Regions from separate parts of the Mus musculus genome. Here regions 1 and 2 are each linked to region 3. The links are chromatin contacts, called in public Hi-C and promoter capture Hi-C maps. All regions are on one chromosome and are shown on one strand. The core of a region is the stretch at or near the end of the contact, and the rest is flanking DNA. Distances in the headings are between cores, read along the strand shown. Region 1 holds the start of Spop (speckle-type BTB/POZ protein). Region 2 holds the start of Fam117a (family with sequence similarity 117, member A). Region 3 holds the start of Snf8 (SNF8, ESCRT-II complex subunit, homolog (S. cerevisiae)).

Evidence for each region. Promoter capture Hi-C pulls out the DNA fragments that hold promoters and counts their contacts. Hi-C and Micro-C count contacts between places; a contact is called where the count stands out from the background.
Region 1: a promoter capture Hi-C map of neural stem cells shows a contact between it and region 3. The contact joins the promoter of Spop here to the promoter of Snf8 in region 3. A contact is called at or near these places in 2 of 39 promoter capture datasets (neural stem cells and pre-B cells).
Region 2: a contact with region 3 is called in a Hi-C map of B cells, with 5 read pairs. The contact joins the promoter of Fam117a here to the promoter of Snf8 in region 3. A contact is called at or near these places in 3 of 39 promoter capture datasets (cranial neural crest and liver) and 1 of 484 Hi-C or Micro-C datasets (B cells).

The regions. Positions count from the first base shown.
Region 1 is chr11:95,412,352-95,415,719 of GRCm38.p6, forward strand. It overlaps Spop (speckle-type BTB/POZ protein), which reads left to right and starts at 1,732. Exons shown (of 10, transcript NM_001359107.1): 1 at 1,732-2,053.
Region 2 is chr11:95,335,701-95,339,029 of GRCm38.p6, forward strand. It overlaps Fam117a (family with sequence similarity 117, member A), which reads left to right and starts at 1,318. Exons shown (of 8, transcript NM_172543.4): 1 at 1,318-1,561. The coding sequence starts at 1,366.
Region 3 is chr11:96,033,358-96,037,115 of GRCm38.p6, forward strand. It overlaps Snf8 (SNF8, ESCRT-II complex subunit, homolog (S. cerevisiae)), which reads left to right and starts at 1,528. Exons shown (of 8, transcript NM_033568.3): 1 at 1,528-1,710; 2 at 1,962-2,012. The coding sequence starts at 1,657.

The DNA of each region.
Region 1 (3,368 bases), core at 482-2,981, 620 kb before region 3:
TAAATAAACCATTTTGGTTGGGCAGAGTGGAACACCCTTTCAGTCTTAGTACTCAGAAGGTAGAGGCATAAGATCAGGAGCTCAAAGCCAGCCTCTGTTACGTAGTGAGCTGTGTGTGTGTGTGTGTGGGGGGGGGGGGGGGTCAGCCTGGACTGTGTGAGATCATCTCAAAACCCCAAACCCTCAAAATAAAGCAGAGAAAAAAAAAACCAATAAGAGCAATTTCATCTAGAATCTAGGTTGTGTAAGGCCCCAAGGGTTTGGAAGGTTTTGCTTATAATTCCTAGGATATTTCATATGGGGATTACGGGGTCTGCTTCTATACTTGAAAGTGGAAAGCCTCCCGGCACTGTCGGGGTTCTTTCCAAACCCAGTGGCTTGGTTCCTGGGCTGCCAGCCTTCCCTGCTGAACAGGCTCACCAGCCACTGGGTGCCAAGGAGCATGTGGCAAGAGATAGGAGCAGAGTCTCCTGGAGACTGTCCCAAGGCCTGGAAAGCAGTAGGGTGCCAGGAAGCAGCTCTCAATTAGGCTGCAACCCTGTTACCTCATGACCCACAGGGTCACTGGGTTGATCTCTCAGAGCTAGGTGTGTGCTTGATATGTGTATGCAAGAGGCAGTCTGCTTTTGCTTTTGAGAGCTTGATTCAGTAATAAAATATTTTCTTTTAAGTTTAAGGTAATCGAAGAATGTAACACAAAGATGACTGTTTTCTTCCAGGGCCAAGATGCTCTGAGACAATTCTACCCAACTCCAGAATCACTTTTGGTCCATGGGAGCTAAGACATGAGACAGACTGGGGACCCGGATGGCTTAGCCAAGGAATTGTCACAGAATCAGCTTCCTCTCCATTGGGTCTCTCTCTCTCTCTCTCTCTCTCTCTCTCTCTCTCTCTCTCTCTCTCACACACACACACACACACACACACACCCCTTCTGCCTTTCCCAGAAAGAACAGCTCTTTGGTTATTGTTGTCAAATGCTAATTTATTTAGTTTTCAAGACGCGGTATCACCTTGTAATTCTAGCTGACTGTGAACTCAGTAAGTAGACCAAGCTGGCCTTAAATTCACAGAGCTTCTCCTGCCTCTGCCTCCCGAGTTCTGGGGTTAAAGGTGTGCCTCACAGTACTCTAGCAAAGTACCTTATAAATGTTAGCATTTGCAGGCTAGGCTTATTGGACATGGATCTCTATGAATTTAAGGCCAGCCTGTCAACAAAGAGAGTGCTAGGTCAACCAATCCTATAGAGCAAGACCCTATTTCAAAAAATAAAACAAACTAAAACACATGTTAAAAGTTCTTTAAAAAGTATTTTAGCTGAGAGTTGCCTAAAAAAGAAAGTAAGAGCTAAGTCATCGGTAATCCACAAACTGCACAACTAGGTTTCAGTTGCGAAATGCCTGTTGCTGCTCCACCCACCCGGTCCCTGGATCTCAGCTTCCTTCCTCCATTCTGGCCTCGCACCTCAGCGCGAACTTCTGCGCGCTGCACGCGACCCCCTCCGAGTTCCCGCCTCTTTCCACTCTGGCTCCGCCTTCCGCCCAAATTCCCGGGCCCTGGCACCACCTCGCGACGCTTGCGCACTAGGGAAGGTAGGCGGAGTCTTAAAAGAGGAGGAGCTGGAGAGTCTTGAGCGGGACGGGGTGGGGCGGGGCAGGACGGGGCGGGGCGAGGCGGGGTGGGGCGGGGCGGGAAGCTGGGGGGAGGAGGCCGCGCGGGGTGGGGCCCGGCGGGTACGCGCTCGCTGCGTCGACGTGCTGACGACAGGACGCCCAGGCCGGTGTGTGTCGGTGTGTATGTGTGTGTGTGTGTGTGTGTATGTGTGTGTGTGTGTGTGTGTGTGGTGTGTGTGTGTGTGGTGTGTGTGTGTGTGTGGTGTGTGTGTGTGTATGTGTGTATGTGTGTGTGTGTATGTGTGTGTATGTGTTTGTATGTGTGTGCGCGCTCCAAGAGTGTATTTGTGTATCGGCGGTCCCGCAGGTCCCGGATGTTGCGGGCAGTATGAGGCGAGCGCAGGGGGACAGGGACCAGCAGCTGTCGCCGCCGTTCTCAGGTGAGTGTGTGTATGTGTGTGTCAAGAGTCGAAGAAGGGGTTGGCCTGTTGGGGTGCGGGGTTTTTCCTTGAGAAGTGACTAAACCCTCCCCCACAACACACACTTTTCCTAATGTACTATTCTCTGCCCCATTTCCTATGTTGGTTTCCTGGCCCGAGGAAGCCAGAGCCTAGTCAGCCGTCCGTTCTTCCTACCTCAAGCATTCTGGAAACACAAACGCGCCCCCTGCCTCCTGCCTCCCTCACCATCATATCCCCAACCCCATCCCCCTTGCCAAATAGTGAGCTGTCGCCTGCGGCGAGATGGGGAACTGCGCATGCTCGAATGTGAAGGAGCTCCGGGTGCCTGGTCGCTGCTTCAGGACGCATGCGCATTGCTGTTTTGCAGGGACCTGCGGGATAAAGAGCCCCTTGACCACGAGCCCGCCTTCTTCGCTAGACTTGCCACCCAATAGTGAGCTTGTCGCTCCGATCCGAGAGGGAGAATTTAAATTATGCGAGGGATTTAAGGACAAAGCACTATTTGCATCTGGTGTTGCCCTAGAGACTCCCAGGCTACCAACGCCTCCTAGAGCCAACGTGTCCCACGCTGACCCTTCTTTTTGAAACTTAACTGCTACTTCTACTTCTAGTATTACTTCCCTTTCCACCACTCCCGTCGTCATGCTGAAACCTTACTACAAACTTCCCCTAAGTTTAGGAGTAAGTCCAACTCGTTATTCTGGCAGGGGATTTTGATAGTCTTGTTAAAAAGGATTTGTTAAAAGGTCCATTAAAAAAGAAACTAAGGTGGGAATTTCTCTTTAGTAAAATTCTGAGTTGCCTTTACAGAGTAGCTAAGGAAGGGATAAGTGCCACACACAGACTTGAGGTAACAACAAAACAGAAATCAAGCTGTCAATCAGTAGCTTCATTTCAGCCCTTTTACTTAGTGGGACCTTTTTGGTTCATTGTGTGTGTGTGTGTAAGTTCTTCCATAGCGTTTCAGTTTAGTTATACATTTAGTTGTACAGTTTAGTTGTACATTCTGTGACAATATGGAAACAGGGGTAATCAGAAACAATTGAACAACTTGTCCAGAAGTATTAGTTTCAAATAATTTGAGCACTAATTCTTTCATATTGGCAAGTTCCAAAAAATTAAAATGAGGAACTTTACAAAAATATTCCAGTGACTTAGGTCCCAGAGTTTTAGCTGACAGACTGCAGTTGGTTCTTTAGTTTGGTGCTGTGCCATCCCTCTTAGAAACTTTGTCTTAGCTCTACCATGTAGGGAAAAAGATGTTTTATTTGTTTTTGATATAGTCAAGTTGTTA
Region 2 (3,329 bases), core at 68-2,567, 700 kb before region 3:
TTATCTGCTTTCAGTATTGGATCCCAAGGTACTCTCGCAGCACGCACACCCAGTTTACTCCCTTTCCTCTGATTAGTAAGTGTGGCTTCAAGGGAATACCTTTAAAAAAAATACTAAACTCGGTAGAGACTGAAATAGAAAGACAAATCGGTAGCAAGGTCAAAATTAGAATTCATAACTAAATATAAATCTAGAGGGAATTATCCAATTACTTGGATGGTCCCTTCTCACAGACAGTCCAGCGTTAATTGGCTCTGTTTCTTTTCCATATATAGAACAAAGTAGCAAGAGTAATGGATTTTTTTTTTTTGAGATGCATTGTTTTAATAGTATCTTAAATACTGCTTTTTCTTTTTTCCGAAAATGTGTTCACATATACATAGCATATAATTTTCACAGCTTGCCAGTATTCTCTTTGGGGACCATCTGGTCTTTGACTTGTAGGTCAGAGAGCAACTGAGCTGGAAAGACAAAGATTTCCTAGTGGAGTCACTATCAAACTTGATCAGATTTATCATTTACTTTGTTTTGCTAGGTACACTTACAATGGATGGTTCTGAAGGGAAATTCCCAGCTCCCTTTTAAAGGCTCAAGTTAATTTACAGACTAACAGCTGTTTTTATTGAGATTGGACCAGCTTCAGGAAGGGACTTGGAAACGTAGAAGACAAATGAGTGTCATGTGAGGCGAGGTAGCCATTAAATGTACGAATTTAATGCAAAGCTCATGCAAATGATAGGCAAACCTTCTATAAATTTATCGAATCTCAGTTTGGAGTTTGTCAGCTGCAGTGAAATCTCATGAGAATTGAAAACTAATGTTTTTTAGTTAAACTAAATGTAATGGCTTTTGAAGTTAGGCATTCTCAGTCCCATTGAAACTGCTTAGAGTTTGACACTACCACCTTTAAAGATTTCAGTAGTGTTTGATTCCAGTCCACATCCAGCCCCGCCCCCTGCACAGCCTGACATCACATGGCATATATTTGCATACTACCTGGGACTGGGTGTGACGATCCTCCCCTTTGAACCTTCTCATTGGCAGTGCTGAAGAACCAGCCCTCTACTGGAAGGTCCAATCGGCAGCCTTAAGGACATTAAAAAAAAAAAAAAAAAAGAAAAGAAGAAAATCAGGAGGGTGGGGGTCTTGACTTGATGGCTGAGCACATGGACCAATCATCCTCGGAAACAGAAGAGCCCCGCCATGGATTGGTTGAGGGGGAGGTCCTGGGACTCTGTAGGCCAATTAGAACTCTGGGCCGAGGGGGCCGGTCCGCGCCCGTAGGGCAGATAAGTAGCGGCCGCGGGGGTTGGGGGCAGTGTGGGGCTCGCCGTGGGGGTGAGGCGGCAGGTAGCCGGGTGGGCCATGTCCGGGGCCGCAGCGGGCGGCCGAGGCGGAGGTTCCTGGGGGCCGGGGCGCGGAGGGGCGGGGGGTCTCCGGCGGGGCTGCTCTCCACCGGCGCCCGCTGGCTCCCCCCGGGTCGGTCTGCAGCCACTCAGGGCTACGGTCCCCTTCCAGCTGCAGCAGCCTCACCAGCGCCGGGACGGGGGTGGCCGCGCAGGTGAGCCGGGTCCGGAGCGGGTGCTGGGGCGACGGGCTGGAGAGTACTAGAAGTAGATGGGAGGTGAGAGAAGAGAAAAAGGGGCGCTCAGAGTTCGCGAGGGCGGAGGGAGCGAAGGCGAGCAGCTGCGAACCTGCGGTGCAACTCCGGGACGGGGTGCCGGGTGCATGGGCCGGGGACCAGAGGGGAGGGACCTGGCAGATGGAAGCTAGCTTTGGGGGGGCGTAACCGAAAAGTGGTCCGAAGTGTCCGCCCGGGCGGTGTGAGAAGTGCTAGAGTGCGTGCAAGGAGTGTTGTGGGCGTCCGGAGTCGAGGGCTTCACTGGGAGCCAGAACCGGTGGGCGCTGGACGCCTGCTCAGTGAGGGGGAGGGGCATGGAAGAGAGCCGGGTGGAGCCATGTGTTACTTCTCCTGCTTGAGTTTGGCCCCAGCGTCTCTCTCTATGGCTCTCGAGTTCCTTTCTTCACCACTTCACGTGCGCTTTCACATTATGCTTCTTCCAGGAGATGATTTGAACTCAGCCCGTTGGAATAAGTTAGTTTAACGGCTTTTACTTCGGTGCAAACATACCTCTGTTACCGATTTTCTACATTCCTCTCGGGGTAGCCCCGAAGTTGAATGTTCCCATATCTCTGACTTGCTTAACATGGCTGTCTCTTTCCAGTTATTCTGTGCGTGTGTGCTTATGTACAGGAGTTGGGCAGTTTGCATCCTACTTCTTGCCTCCTCCGAAGGTGTTTTGCCCTGAGCATTCCCAGCCAACGTGGCAGTGGAGTGCTTACAATCAAGTATGCTGTGTTAAATACCCCACTTTCTGAACAGCGCCGAAGCAGTTTCTTAATAGCAGCTTGATGTGGTGGGTGTGGGGAAACTAGGGTGGAGCAAATTTAACCTTGCTTTCACACTTAAGGCTGTGATGGGACCCACAATTGCAGGCCCTTTGGAACGGAAAGGGAACCTACTTGCATGAGGAGGTTGGCAGTAAGTTAAAAGTGAAGTTTGCGTTTGATTCACACCAGATGTGAAAGGATCATTGCACACTTCCTAAGTCTAAGTTTGTACCAAATGTACAGAAGCTATGGTCCCTGCCATCCTACTGTGACAGTCCCTACACCAGTCTCTTGTGCTTTCTGCAGATGACTAAGCTTGGACATTGCATATCCTCTTCCTGAAGGTATTCTGTTACAGGAGTCTTGCTAGATAGGAATGGGATTCATCGGGTCTTTGAGGTAGAAAGCCAAGTCTATTTGGACCTCACTGTATGTGCTAGTATCACATTCTGGAACGCAGAACTTGATCAAATCTGGTAGCAAGATGGTGACCAAGTAGTCAAAGTATGTGTAGAATCTGGTGGTATAGAAGAAGGCAATGCCCAGACAAACTCGTGCCTATCGTCAACTATAAAGCAAACCACAAGACTACAAACCTGTTGGTTTTGTTTGGGCTTCCTTGAAACCCAGGGAAGCTAGAGCAGCAAGCACCAGAACCTTCATCACTCTCGGGAGAAATTGACAGAAGCCTTGCCCGTGCAGTAGTTAGAAATTGTTTAGCCATCATTTTAAGAGCAGTTGTTTTGTGATCCCTACAGAGCTAGCATTAGAAGGGAGAACAGTGTGTGTGTGTGTGTGGGGGGGGGCTGTGCAAAGGGGATGAACATAGGCTAGCAAGCTTGGGTTTCATTACATGGCCAACTCCTTTTGCAGGGTCAGGGTCTCTAAAGGTACTGATGAAAACAGGAGAGCAGAGGTCTCTGTAACTTCAGGTGACT
Region 3 (3,758 bases), core at 278-2,777:
CTTTACAACTGTTTATATATCTGGTCCCAAGAGATCTGATGCCCTCTTCTGGCATCTAAGAGCACTGCATACAAGTGATGTACATCCACACTGACAAAACATACATAAAAATACAATTTAAAAACATTTACATTTTTTTTAAGACTTCTGAATTTCTTTTTTTTTTCCTTTTCCTTTTTCTTTTTTTTTTCTGAGACAGGGTTTCTCTGGGATTAAAGGTGTGTGCCACCACCGCCCGGCTTCTTCTTTTTTTTTTTTTTTTTTTTTTCGAGACAGGGTTTCTCTGTGTAGACCTGGCTGTCCTGGAACTCACTCTGTAGACCAGACTGGCCTCGAACTCAGAAATCAGCCTGCCTCTGCCTTCCAAGTGCTGAGATTAAAGGCATTTGCCGACACTGCCCGGCATAAATAAATCTTAAAAAAAAAAAAAGAAGGCAAAGGAAAAGTTTGGATTTACATTTGTGGCATCTTGAATATCTGATGAGAGTGTCAAAGTCTCAAACAGAGTTACATGTTTTCCTCCCTTCGTTTGTGTAATGTATTTCCTCCTAGCCAGCCACTGTAAAAGACTGTCTATAAACATCGTTTTTAATCATAACGATTGTATTTAAAACCTCACCACTAGCTCTTACTAGGCACAACACTGCCTGTGTTAGGGAGAAATTTAGAAGTTCATGCAGTAAGCCTGTCTGCTAGGTGGAATAAACAAACCCTGACTTGATCAAACTTACCTATTGAATTCCTCTGCAGAAATTCTTGAGTTGGGTTAAGATTTTACAGCTAAGGGCCAGGTATGGTGGCTCAAGATGGGGAAGATCTCTGAATTCAAGGCCAGTGTGGTCTACAGAGCAAGTGAATTCTAGGACTGCCAAGGCTACATTGAGAAACTCTGTCTCCCCCTAGCCCACTCCGCCCCCTCCAAAAAACCCAAATTTGAGTCAGACTGTCTGACTCATAGCTAGTCCTATTTCATGACGTTAAGTAATTTAAGGCAGATTCCCGAATCCCTTGTGAAATACAATACCAACTCACGAACTTGAGGGTTTTGAACAAGTATAGAACAAGGCAAGTTGTGCAGTGCGTGGCACAAAACTATCAGATGCTGCCGCCTTTTTTTTTTTGTTAATCTAAGGTTTCGTTTTATTCTCGGTTTTTGCTCAAGGTAGCACCCATGAGTTTGGTGGCTCATGCATTTAATCCCAACATTTGGAGGTAAAGGCAGGAGAACTCTGAATTCGAAGTGAGCTTGGCTTGCATAGTTCCAGACCAACCAACCATGGTTATGGAGAGACCCTTGCTAAAAAAAAAAAAAAAATGGCACCTTCCATGGCCAACACAGCTCTTGGTCATGTCCCTGAAGCATCTGTCGCTCTCCAGGAGCCCACCTTGGTAGGATGCATGGGGAATTAAAATAGGACATGGGGTTAGCGTTTGCGATGTCGTCTGGACTTCCTGGAAATTGGCCCCCAGCTAGGGCGGGGACTGGGGCCCTTGCAAGAAACTCCTCGACTCCGCGGCAGGAAGTGAATATCGAGACTTCCGGCGCGCTCAAATGACGCACGGCACCCGGCTTCCGTGTTGGGAGCTGGCGACAGAACCTGGGACGCGGAGAGCTGGGGTCGGGGCTGCGGGGCGGCCCGCGGGCCCGGGGTGGGGATGCACCGGCGCGGGGTGGGAGCTGGCGCCATTGCCAAGAAGAAACTCGCAGAGGTGAGCGCGAAAGAAGCCGGGATGGAGCCTGCTCTGCCCTCGAGACACTGAATTCTCCCGGAATGGAGTTCTAGTCCCCTAAATCTGTAGAAGACAGGTTTCTCCGGAGCCCAGGGAGGAGTGATTGGAGTGTCAGGAGGCTGCTGGTTAAGTCACTGCATAAGACATATCTTTAATACTAAGGCAGTGGCAGCGCAATGGGAGCCTTGGCGATCACTGTCACAACTCATGCCGGTCTTTTTGTCTGACAGGCCAAGTATAAGGAGCGAGGGACTGTCCTGGCTGAGGACCAGCTGGCCCAGGTGAGTGACTGAAAGGCTTCAGACAGGAAGGGAGATGGACCAGGGCTGGCCAATATACCTTTGGTATAGATCGTCTCCACTGAACTAAAAATAGGATGTCAGGCAAATCCAGATTTAGGGAGAATGGCTAGTAATACTAGCTAAGATTTTTGACTGATTAGACTTGTGCGTTTCCCCTTTTTATTTTATTTGGTTATTGTCTCTTTTTGTTTTTTTTAAAGATGGTGTCTCACTTTGCTGCTAAGGCTGGGCTCCCAGCCTGTCCAGCCTCAGTCTGATCAGAGCAAATGCCACCCTTCCCAACCTTATGGTCATGTTCAATCCTCATTACAATTCCATGTCAACCTAGATTTAAAAAGTTCATCCAGTGATCTGGGAATGTACCTCAGCGTTAGAGCGTTTGCCTGACATGCACAAGTGCTGGAAGCCGTGCTCAACACAGCAAAAATTTAAACTTTCTTTAAAAACCAAAATGATAATTTTTCCTCAGAGTACTGACATTTCGCCAGGCAGAGGTGGCACACGCCTTTAATCCCAGGACTCGGGAAGGCAGGGACAGATGGATCTCTGAGTTGGAGGCCAGCCTGGTCTACAGAGGGAATTCCAGGATAGCCATGGCTATAAAGAGTCACCGTGCTGTCTTGAAAAACAAAACAAAAACGAATGCTGATATCTATCTATTTATTTTTAAAAGATTTATTTATTTAATATATGTGAGTACATTGTTGCTGTATTCAGACACACGAGAAGAAGGCACCAAGATGACATTACAGATGGTTGTGAGCCACCACGTGGTGCGGGAATTGAACTCAGGACCTCTGGAAGAGCAGCCAGTGCTCTTACCCGCTGAGCCATCTCTCCAGCCCACTGATATTTATTTACTAATAACATTGCAGTTGCATTAGGAAAGCATAAGCCAATGGGATTCACCGGCATGTCCAAAGAAGTTGAGACAGAAAGTAAAATTATTAATATTATGAGAGATACTTTGAAATGATAATCTTTAGGCATAATGATTAATAGTAAGAATGGTGGTGTGCAAGGTTGAACAGTCTGCTGGACAGATGCCTTTTTTTTTTTTTTTTTTGGAAATTTTGCTTTATTTGTTTTGTTGAGACCGGGTCTATGCACTCCTGGCAGCCCTGGAACTCACAATGTAGACCAGGTTGGCCTGGAACTCACAGAGATCCTCCTGCCTCTGCCTACCAAATGTTAGGATAAAGCCATTTGGCACCATGTCTGGCCTCTTTCTTTTCTTGCTTGTTTTTCGAGAGGCTCTTACTGCCTCTCATTGCTTGGGACTAGCAGAGTTGAACAGGGTGGCCTTTCAGTAGGCCATTCACTTGCCTCTGCCTCCCCGTGGTGGGATGAAAGGACCATGCATGCATCCTTTATTACGGTGCTTTGTAGCAAACTCAGGGCCTGGCACATGCAGTGGATGTGTCCCATCCCCAACTGTACCCCAGCTTACGGCTTTTATTTCATGTATCTCACAGTGGTGAAAACGGGCCTGACTTGTGGCACCTGTCACTCTCGGCACCTGGGAACATGCAGGAGGGCAGATGAATGACGGGTTCAGGCCCCGTCTCTAACCTCACCCTTTTGTGTATGGACTCTGAATGCGCTTGGGCATTGTGGTTGCTGAGGAAGAGGAGGGGCTTTGGCTTGAAATGGGCTTTTTTTTTTTTTTTTTTTTTCGAGACAGGGTTTCTCTGTATAGCCCTGGTTGTCCTGGAGCTCACTCTG